Linked DNA regions of Zea mays: all the other regions are linked to region 1. A link is a contact called in public Hi-C data. All regions are on one chromosome and are shown on one strand. The core of a region is the stretch at or near the end of the contact, and the rest is flanking DNA. Distances in the headings are between cores, read along the strand shown. Region 1 holds the start of LOC100191591. Region 2 holds the start of LOC100216941 (putative snRK/SAPK family protein kinase). Region 3 holds the start of LOC100279916.

The links. A called contact is a pair of places that touch in the nucleus more often than the background predicts.
Region 2: a contact with region 1 is called in a Hi-C map of bundle sheath, with 2.6 times the contacts expected there. The contact joins the promoter of LOC100216941 here to the promoter of LOC100191591 in region 1. A contact is called at or near these places in 3 of 25 Hi-C or Micro-C datasets (bundle sheath, ear and leaf).
Region 3: a Hi-C map of tassel shows a contact between it and region 1, with 5 times the contacts expected there. The contact joins the promoter of LOC100279916 here to the promoter of LOC100191591 in region 1. A contact is called at or near these places in 4 of 25 Hi-C or Micro-C datasets (ear, leaf and tassel).

What each region holds. Positions count from the first base shown.
Region 1 is chr4:119,433,530-119,437,091 of Zm-B73-REFERENCE-NAM-5.0, forward strand. LOC100191591 reads right to left here and starts at 1,536. Exons shown (of 4, transcript NM_001137021.1): 1 at 856-1,536; 2 at 1-369. The coding sequence starts at 1,245.
Region 2 is chr4:119,906,307-119,909,868 of Zm-B73-REFERENCE-NAM-5.0, forward strand. It overlaps LOC100216941 (putative snRK/SAPK family protein kinase), which reads right to left and starts at 1,817. Exons shown (of 9, transcript NM_001143324.1): 1 at 1,548-1,817; 2 at 1,385-1,459; 3 at 1,132-1,233; 4 at 964-1,017; 5 at 751-843; 6 at 379-471. The coding sequence starts at 1,667.
Region 3 is chr4:119,062,879-119,066,440 of Zm-B73-REFERENCE-NAM-5.0, forward strand. It overlaps LOC100279916, which reads right to left and starts at 1,807. Exons shown (of 5, transcript NM_001152868.1): 1 at 1,442-1,807; 2 at 1-1,353. The coding sequence starts at 1,301.

The sequences.
Region 1 (3,562 bases), core at 286-2,785:
CTCAGATAAGCACAGGCTGAGTATGAGCCTCATCCCTTTCTGGCACTCCGGTGTCTCTGCCAGCGTCAAATCGCCAGTACTTTTTGTGTAGGCCCGGAGGAGTATAATCCACCAGAACCCAGAATCCACAGGTGCAACCCTCCCAATGGCGCTCTCTCCAAAATCAGCATGTAGGGTCTCGACCCCCTTCTTGGCGTCATGCATCACCTTGAAGCTAGCCGGCATGGCTCCCTCCCCAAGCTTGAACCGGTCGACTTTCTTCTCCCAGCCCTGCAGCAGCAGGGTCTTGAGAAGGAAGTTCTTGACAATATCTGGCTCGCCATTCATCAGAAACGCCAGTGCACTCGGCACGAAATCCCTCACAAACACCTGCCCACCAAGGTACCCTGAATAAGATATATGTACTCCTACGAGCTTCGAATGACAAGCTTGGAATCAAATAATTTTCAACTTGTGTCAACAACAGTGGTGGATCTAAGATTTTTATCTAAGGGTATGCCACCAAAAATGATTATACAATTCGATAGAACCATTTTTCAATTTGGTAGTAACAGTTGTAGAATTACAATGTAATTTGATATACATGCACTGGATAACAAGATACTCCTAAATTTTAAATTCGAAGGCATAAATTACAATATAAATACTTCAAACGCCTGTCAGTTAAAATTTAGACATAAAAGAGCATAAGAGACTTACAATACTACCTAAATGACTTTTTTTAACTGATACTTTCTAAGCGATATGAATGTGTCGAATATACATTTATACCATTTTCTAAGCGATATGAATGTCTATTACAAGTAATAATCAATTTTTCACAAGAGGGAGCTATAAAATGGAGTGACAGCCCACTTGGTCGTAGTTGAGGACTTCCTCGGACGCGTGGTCGACGGCGGCAACGGTGCCAAGGGGCTGGCCGCGAAAGAAGACGAGGGAGCGGCGGAGCGCCTCCCAGGCGTCGCCGACGATAGGGTGGGGCTCGAAGGAGTGCAGCGCGGAGGAGGCCGGCGTGCCGACGAGGGAGCGCAGGCCGCCCCCAGGCGAGTACATGCCGTCGAAGCCACCCCTGCCGTATCCGCCGGAGTGCGAGACGTCGCTGAGAGAGTGGTCGTCGAAGGAGCGCTGGCGCTCGACGTTGATCCGCGGCTTACTGAGCAGCCGCGTGAGCTCAAAGTCATCCGACTCCGACAGCGAGGTGTGCGACGCCGACCGCCGCATCCCGCCGCCAACCGCCAGCTCCATGGCGTCCGGGGTCTTCTTCCCTCTCCTCCTCGCCCCTTGGGTCAAACCAAACCTGCGCCCGGCTCCGCCTCCGAGCCCCCACCCAGATCTGGCCCGAGCGCCGGCGAGCGAGAGATCTGGGCGCTGGCACGACAAGGAAGGAAGGGGGCAGGCGCGAGCAAGACACGGCCGCGCGAATCTCTATGCGAGTAGCGACGACGGCAGGGTGGGGACGTGGAAGGAGGGGGCAAAAAAAAGATTAGCTTGTTGCGGAGACGTACTTATACTCTTATAGTAAACCGAGATGAGGCCTCGCCGGCGGCGGAGCCGTGCGGCACCACGGAGTCTTATAGCGAGCAATGGTGGATTGGTGGGTCAAGGGGGCCCTCGCGTGGATGAAGGTGGTTGCCCGGCAGCTTCGTTCCTGGGGGTGCGGGATTTTGGTGGGTCGAAGCAAACAGCTAGAGCGGGTGTGCAGGTGCAGCTGTGTTGCACGTGGGGTTGGTGGAGGGTGGGGAGGACGCGGCGCCGACGTGGCACGGTGATCGCGGTCGAGTGGCTGCCTGCTGCCCTGCTCCCACGGGGGAGGACGGGCAGGGCGTCGGGCAACGGTGCCGAGATGCCCGGCGATTTGGGGGAAGCTGGCGGGGTCGCGCGGCAGCCGTAGGCCGGAGCTCGTAGGATCTGCTTGGCTCATTTTTGTCTAGGATTTAATCCTGTGGATATGCTTAAGCTTAACTACGGAGTGTGTTTTGTATCGTTTCCTTATGGGGTAGGACCGTAGGATACTGATCATCGTTGAATCTCTCATTTAGGTCTTATTCAGTTAAGGTGGATGAAAAGAGATAAGATAGAATTAAAGACTTTGTTTGGTTCACTATCTAATTTGCCACACTTTACCTAACTTTTCTGTTTAAGATTAGGGTTGTTTAGTTTGTGACTAAATGTGTCACACTTAGCCTAATGTTAGTCGTTCGAATTGAAAACTAACCTTAGACAGAAAAGTTAGGCAAAGTATGACAAGTTAGGCATCGAACCAAACAGGCCCTAGCTTTTTAATTCGAACGACTAACCTTAGTTAAAGTGTAGCGTAGGTAACCACGAACCAAACAGACCCTAAATCCTCTTTAAGGATGCGCTTGATTAGAGAGTCAACTAGAATGGAGCAATTCCATTCCAGTTTTTCTAAAATAGTGTCGTTCTATTTCGCATTTGGCAAACAGAACAGAGTTGCTCCATTTTTGTTTGGTTGAAGAGTATAATAGAGTGAAGCCGCTCCGTTCTCTGTTTGATTGGAGATCCATATGAGTGTAGAGAGTAGTAGAGGGATAAGAGCACTCGCATTCAATTTTTTTGGAGTGAGAGAATTCCAACTATTTATGATAAATTTTCATATGGAAGTTTCGGGATATTCCATTTTCTCCACTCCGCGACCAAACACACCCTAAGGCTAGTTCTTGAACTCTATTTCTCTAAGAGCTAGTTTGGGAACTCTATTTTTTCAAAGGATTTCTATTTTACCAATGTAAATTGAACTAATTTTCCTCGAAAAATGAAAATCCCTTAAAAAAATGGGGTTACCAAACTAGCCCTAAGAGATTTCTATTTTCACAAGAGAAATTAGTTTATTTTCTATTAGAAAAATAGTAATCTCTTTGAAAAATGGAGTTACTAAACTAGCCTGGTGTGGTATGTTAAAAAGGGGTGCAGGAGGTGGGGTTTGAACCCACACCTTTGATGGAAGAAGGGTGAAAGACAATAGGTGAATCTATCTAACCAGGAGAACATCATGCTGAAGTGTTTATAATATTGAATACAAATTGTACATATGTATATATGATTTTTAAAAAAAATCGTGTCGGGCCGGGCCAGCACTATGGGCCGAGGCTACGGCCCAAGCACCACACGACGCTCGTGTCGGATTGGCCCAGGGACTACTAAATGGGTTGTGCCTCGGGCCGGCTCACCAGACACGGCCCATTTGGCCATTTATACCTCCGCATGATAATGATGGTCTTCGCCTCAGTTGTCACCACCTCGTTCGACATTCTACTTCTTCTCTCTCTCCCCTCATGTCTCCACCTCCGCGCCACCCCATTCTCGACAGAGGGCGTAGGAGCATGCGCCTGCTCCCAGTATTCATTCGACACCAGCCCCGACACCGCACAGTGGCTATTGCACGTCCACGAGGATATTTCACATCATGCGTGCACCATCGTTTTCCCCGTCGTCGGACGTCCCGTTCGTCTTCCCTGTCTTCGCCCTATTCTTCCACCCCAACCTGCTACCCCCGCCCACGATCGCAGCCATGAGCCGACCGACGCTCGTCGACGCGGGT
Region 2 (3,562 bases), core at 567-3,066, 470 kb after region 1:
ATCTATCTACAGAGATAGGGATAACAAGCCAATCCTGGCGTGTGGGGCCAGGCCCACACCCTGCCTACTAGGTCTAAGGACGAAAGTCCAAAAAATCCAAAATCACTGATCAGAGAAGGGTTCCACGAGCCTGGTCCATAAGGCAGAAACTCATGCTGTACTGGGGCCACATAGCAATGCAAGTGGTGCTGTCATGCACTGGGTCCAGAAATCTAAAGGAGCTGCGGGACTAGGACTACTACAGTATGGCCAGCGTCACTGAGCAGACTGGCAACAACACACAAGCAGAGGCGATGCCAACAAAAAAAGCTGCAGTAACCTTTCCCAAAAATAAGGGCTATAGTGATATATTAAAAGGATACAAATCACAGCACTGACCTTGCCGTCGTATTCCCGGCGAGAGAGTACCTCCGGAGCAATGTACGCCGGAGTTCCAACCGTGGATTTAGGCTTTGAGTGCAGCAGCGATGACTGGAGCAAAGAAAGTTGTTAGCAGCTCATCACACTGCTACAGTATTTGTTTAAGTATTGCCTCATTCTCTGTTTTGAGAGTGAATTTTCCACGAAGCTGGAGGAAGGCATCAATTTTACTTCTTTCTTTAAGAAGGCAATAATAATTCTTTAACAAGGCAATAAAAGGCACGAGTTGGATAAGCAGTGCGAGTGTGAGAAAAAGCAGCACAGTTCCGTGTCAAAATTTGGGTCCTCGTATCCCCTAATCTAATCTTACAGGAAACTAGTCAATTGTACCTTAGAGTAGCCAAAGTCGCAGATCTTTAGGCGCGGCGCCGGGCTGCCATCCAACAGCGTGTTCTCCAGCTTCAAGTCCCGGTGACAAATTTGCTGAGAGTGAATCCAAACAAAATTTGCATTCGCACACCTCATCAGCATGGATTTTTTTTGTGGGTACCTTTTTGTTGCATAAAGAGAACACTTCGCTTTTTACTTGGTTGGTGTTCTCACCATGAAGTGGCAGTAGCTGACACCGCAGATAAGCTGCTGGAAGAAATACCTCGCCTAGTAGGATTAATAAAAAATATAAAAAGGAAGAGAGAATATCACGTCAAGCCCAACCCAAATGGTTTTGGGAGTTGTAGGGAAACAGCCTAATCGGAACAAACGAGTGATCACCTCGTCCTCGCTGAACCTCCCGGCGCTGCAGATCCTGTCGAAAAGCTCGCCGCCGGCGGCGTACTCCATGACGATAGCGAGGTGCGTGGGCGTGAGCACGACCTAGGGGAAAAAAACAGGGGTCCTAAATGATGAAACGAACAATAAGAAGAAGAAAAAAGGTAGAGAAAAAAAACGTGCTTCAGCGGCAGCAGGGGAGGTGTGCAGGAAACACTCCGTACGCGAAATCCAATTCCCTTTCTGTTTGGCTCACCTCCTTGAAGCGGATGATGTTGGGGTGCCGCAACGAGCGGTGGTTTATGATCTCCCTCGCCACATTCTCGTCAATCTGCGGGCAGAGAAATTAACCCGTAAGGAAGATCGAAAGTTCCGGAATCAAACGCGAGAACTTGAATCGGAGGCCGCCCGCGCCGCACCTTGAGCCCCCTCGGGATGTACTTCATAGCGACGAGCTCCTTGGTGTCCTTGTTCCGCATCAGCCGCGCCACCCCGAAGTTGCCGGAACCGATGTCCTTGAGCAGTTCGTACCTCTCCATGGATCCCTGGGTCGCCGCCGGACTGGCGGGATTGGAGGCGGGCGCGTAGGGAATTCAAGGGGGGTTTTGCCGCCGCGAGGAGCGGTGAGAGCTCGTGGGAGAGGAGGAATGGGAGGAGCCTGGCCTGGCTGGATTCGAGGCTCCTCCTCGTTCGGCTACTACTGCTAGCGCGGCCCGCGGGGTTGCTTTTGCTTGTGTGCTTTGTCTCCGCGATTGGGTTTGCGCGTGATTGCGATCGCGCCGCGCGGGTCACTACTAGTTTATACGCGGTGATTATACGATGTGGCACAGTGGAATCGATGGTTGTTTTGTTTGTCTCTGCGACGGACTCCGGTTTAGCAGTTTTTGAGTTTTGGTCCTCATCCTCAAACAAAATCGTCCGGTGTCGGGTGTTGCAATGCAAGAGCACCAATCAGCGCACAAAACAGGAAATTCCTCCACTTCAGAATCCATTTGAGGGAAGTCGATCGTCATGCGAAAGAATCCATTTGAGCCAGGGGTTTTATTGAAGTTCGCTAACCTATATAAACTTTAGCAAACTCTATATATAATCTCTAGTAGTGCAAAAAAATGCACATCTAACAGTTAGCAGCGCGCATGTACGCAACGCAAGAGGCAGGCTGCAAGCCAGGAGGACAGGGGAGCAATGTCCTGTCTAATGCTTCCCTAATTCTATAGGACATGTTAGTTTTTTAGCTAATTCCCATGTAAATAATGCAAAAAATGCTTCTAACAGCCTCCTTAATCTAATTGGCCCCCTAATTTTGGATACTGGCTTCACCCCTGCTGCAAGCAACACCATGGCAGTCCTGCTGCAGCACGCTAATACATCAGGCCTGCGAGAACGTCGTCGTGGCACTCACCCCCAAAATGGTCGCTGGTGGCTCCACCAAACATATTTTAACTTATAGCCCCTCCTTTGATCTAATCCTGGATCCACCACTGATCTCTACTATACTTAAAGCAGCACCAGTTTCAACGATCAGCGTCATCTTTTTACAAAAAAGTCTCAACGTAAAATGTTAAAAAGCGGTACAGCAGGTGGGGAGCAAGAGGTGGGGTTTGAACCCACACCCTATAATAGAAGAAGGGTTGAAGACATTAGGTGAAGCTATCTAACCAGTAGAACATCATGCTCATATGTTTATAATATTGAATATAAATTGTACATATGTATTATGTATATATGATTTGTTTGTAAAATAAAAAATAATCGTGCCGGACCGGGCCAACACTACGGGCCAAGGCTACGGCCCAAGCACGCACGACGCTCGTGCCAGGTTGGCCCATGCACTATTAAATGAGTTGTGCCTCGGGCCGGCTCGCCAGACACAGCCCATTTGGCCATCTATACCTCCGCACGATAATGATGGTCCTCGCCTCAGCTGCCACCACCTCGTTCGTCATTCTACTTCTTTTCTCTCTTCCCTCATGCCTCCACCTCCGCGCCACCCCATTCTCGGTAGAGGGCGTAGGAGCAGGCGTCTCCTCCCCGTATTCGTCCGAAACCAGCCCCGACACCGACTCGCACAGTAGCTATTGCACGTCCACGAGGACGTTTCACATCATGCGCGCACCATCGTTTTCGCCGTCGTCAGACGTCCTGTTCGACTTCCCGGCCTTCGCCCTGTTATTCCTCCCCAACCTGCTACCCCGCCCACGGTCGCAGCCGCGAGCCGACCGACGCTCGTCGACGCGGGTATGGGACGAGTCGGTCATGTTCCTGGCCTTTCTTCGTGCGTGCTGTCGAGGAGGACATGGTGGCGCCTGCCACGCTTAGGTTACCTTAGTGATGAGTAGTCCAGGTCTTAGAGGAGAAGATCAAAATGCTAGAAGTCAAGGCGTATCTCCACCAAATCTTCCACTCCATCAGTGACTAGCCTGAAGGTTGTTTT
Region 3 (3,562 bases), core at 557-3,056, 370 kb before region 1:
AGCATCGACTCTTTTGGTTCAGCACAGACATCACCAGAGCTAGTGTTTTCATGGCAAATTTTATCTTCTCTGTTTTCTGACGCGACGTTAGTCAAAGATCTCTCAGCAGAATCACCGATTACCATCTGTGAAGCTTGACAAGAAGAAACTAGATCAACTGTTTCAACAACTGCAGTTTCTCCTGGGATACATGCTGCATTTCTGTGTGCACGCACTGACCTGGGCCTTGTTGGGGTTCTTGTGAAGTTACAATAGTCAATCAAACTATCCTTACCAACATGCATCTCAACTTCCATATTTGTCTCACCATCAGAAGTGTTGTGATCCAAAGTAGCCTCATCCATAACTTTTTTTTCATTTCCAGCTTCCTCATCAGGAACCTCATCTTCAATCTTACCATATGGTAACTGTTTGGGATCTGACTCTGTAACAACACGACAAGAAGCATGATTTACATCGGTGTCTATCCCTTGCTTAACCACCTCAGTTTCTGAATTTTGCGTCCCACTGTCATCCTCCACCTCACCTTCCTCAGTCTCCTCCAGCACCTTTGATGCATCATTAGCATCCTTACTAGTATCTTTGACAGAGCTCATAATCTTCGATGTTGTATCCTCCATGCATAACCCTGCTACAGCCTTCGCTGTCAATGGTGTCCCCTCCCTCACTGCCTCTGTAACACTAGTACTCGCCTCATCATTCCCCCGATTGCCGCGGCGCTCTCTCTGAAACCCAGGTGCCCCATCTTCATCCCCATCCTCCTCGTAGTGCCGACCGTTCGGAAATGGCCTTCCTCTCTCCTCCCTGTCTCTCCCTGAGTCCAGATACCCCCTCCTGTACTCCCCATACTTCCTCTTCCCTCTTCCATTGTAGCTGCCACGGCTGCAATCATCTCTGCTACTAGTGCTGCTACTAGTGCCATTGGCTCGCCTAGGCCAGCCGTTAGGGTTACTGTTGTATTCATCTTCGTACCTCCTCCGGCCATAAAACCCGGGGGGTTCCTGCTGCTGTGGTAGCTGCGGGGGCGGAGGAAGAGGATGAGCAAGCCACGTGCCAGAGATGCCGGCGCCACGCTGGAGGGCGGCTGGCGGGAGCACGCCCTGGGCAACCAGATACTCGGCAGCGAGGCGACCGGCCTCCATAAGCACCTCGTACTTGCGCTCTAGCGGCGGCGGCGGCGGCGCCGGCGGAAACGGCGGAGGAGGAGGAGGAGCGTAGTACGGCTGCTTGTGGCCGCGAGGATACCCACCACGGCCGAACGGCGGCGGCGGCGGCAAGCGGCTACGGTGGTTGTACTGCATCGCAAAGGTCACAGCTTTGTCCACGGAAACCACGAGAAATTCGTCAGGAATTCTGAGGCAAAGACCAAAAAGAAAAGGTGTTACGATTTCTGCAACTTATCTCGCGGCGGGGAATCAGAAACCCTAGGGCAAGAACTCACAAGTCACGATTCACCGGACACTCTTGCCATCGTATTGGATAAATCCACCAAATGGAGGCCGGAATTACCACTGGCTAAGTCAGTTCTTGTTTCTTTCTACCTGATTCTACCCTCTGTTCTTGGTCCGATACTCCGATCGATGCAGGGGAAGGGAAAGGATTACTGAAAAAATGGAAGAATTTTACTAGATTAAAAGAACGCGACGATGCACCTATTTCTGCTGGGGAATTCTAATTTCCACGGGCAAGAATTTGCTGATTGGTTTAATCCAAGGAGTTAATAAAAAGGAAGAGGAAATTAATGGTCGCTGCTTTTGGTGGGTCGGAGTATCAGTTTTGGATGGGCGCGTGAATGTGCACGTGGATCCAATTCCTCTATCTGCTGCTTGGGTCGGGACTCGGGAGTATGGAGAAGGACTGGTGGGTCCCGGATGTCATTTGCTAAGGCCGGACGGTTCGGAAGTTGTTGTTTGAAAGCAGCTGTTTGATATAGCGCATCAATATAGATGGTAATAGTAACTCGATATTTGATGGGTAAAAACTCTATTAAAACATATATTTAACAAATTTTATGTCTATAGGTATTTTATTAGATACTTTATTATATACATTAGATATGGTGGCTATGAGTATTTTCTCTCTTCACACGTGAATCCACTAACACATGTCATGTGTGTCTAGATTATTAGAAATATTCCATATAAAATTGGAAGAGCAAGAATGATGCCCTTTTTGTTTCAATAGCTTACACGTCTTAAACATTTAAATATTAAGTATTGTATACTGAACAATTAGATAACTATCATAATGTTGTATGTTGTTATTAATAACTCTCTTTTAGGTTATGAGTGCTATATTTTGTATGATCTTATGGCATAATGTTGTCATTTAGTATGGAATTGTTGATCTTGTAATAAAATTATGTTGGGTTCGATGAATTTATCATGCTAGACATAAAGATAATATGCTATTTTAGTATATTTCATTATTGATGAGATATGGATCCGTTGGTACTTGATTTCAATCCCTGAAGGTATCGAAAATCAAGGCAACACAAGTTAAATATTTGGACCTTCGTCCTTTGGTTCGAAGTGTTAGCGCGAAGGACGAAGTTTCTCAAAATGAAGTGGAAATGAAACGATGTGAAAAGACAATGAAAAATATTGTATGGAACTCATCTGTCTTAGCATTCTTATTCCGACTTCTTTTTTTTTATTAAATTAGTTTATAAGTATACCTTCGGCTCCTTAACACAAGGTGGTATGATGGCTCTTCGAAGGCCGAAGCTATGGTCCTCAAAAAGGTATCTTATGCATGACTTTGTTCATCTAATTATAGAAAAAAAATGAAACGCCTTCGTACAAAATTACAATCATGCCCCTCAAGGTTTTACACACATTGTTTACAAATGACCTTCCTTTGCTGCGCAGATCTTGGCCTTCATCGCGTGAAAGCTTCTCCGCTGGCTTGTGTTCGAAGCCTTTCTCCTTTTGCCGAAGCTATCAACTTCGGCACACACCTTTATTATCTGCACGCATGGGTGAATCTTCTTTATACGCTGCTTCGGCCGAAGACCAGCTTCGTCCATTGATTGAAGTGTACTTGAAACACACTTGTTCATATCGAAGTGAAGGTTAAATGAAGAACTCTGGCAAAGGTAAGCCCCCAACAGTAGCCCTCGCGGGATGAGTTTGTTTCTTCGTAACGAACTTAGATCGTAAAAAATAAAATTGGGAGGCTTTGTGCCGAAGGTCCGAAAAACACCTTCCTGAATTCCGTTATGAAGAAGATAGATCGATTCAATAAAAACAATTGATCTGAAAGTTAGACGGACAGGGAGATGCTGAGAGTGATGTGCGGGAATGTTTTTCGACGTCTCACGCCGCTTCACACCCATTTCTCAGTATAAAACAGCCGAGCGGGTGGGTGCGGATCACATTTACTGCCCACAACTACCTGCTGCCAAAATTTTATGTGCCTCCGAAGCTTCCCATCCACCGCTGCTTCGAATGCTGGCTTTGGCTAAGTCATCTCAGACAATTTCCAGTCCACTCAGATGGCTAGGATTCAGACCACCGCAAAAACTGATCACACGTACCTCTTCGGAGGCATGAAAAGATAC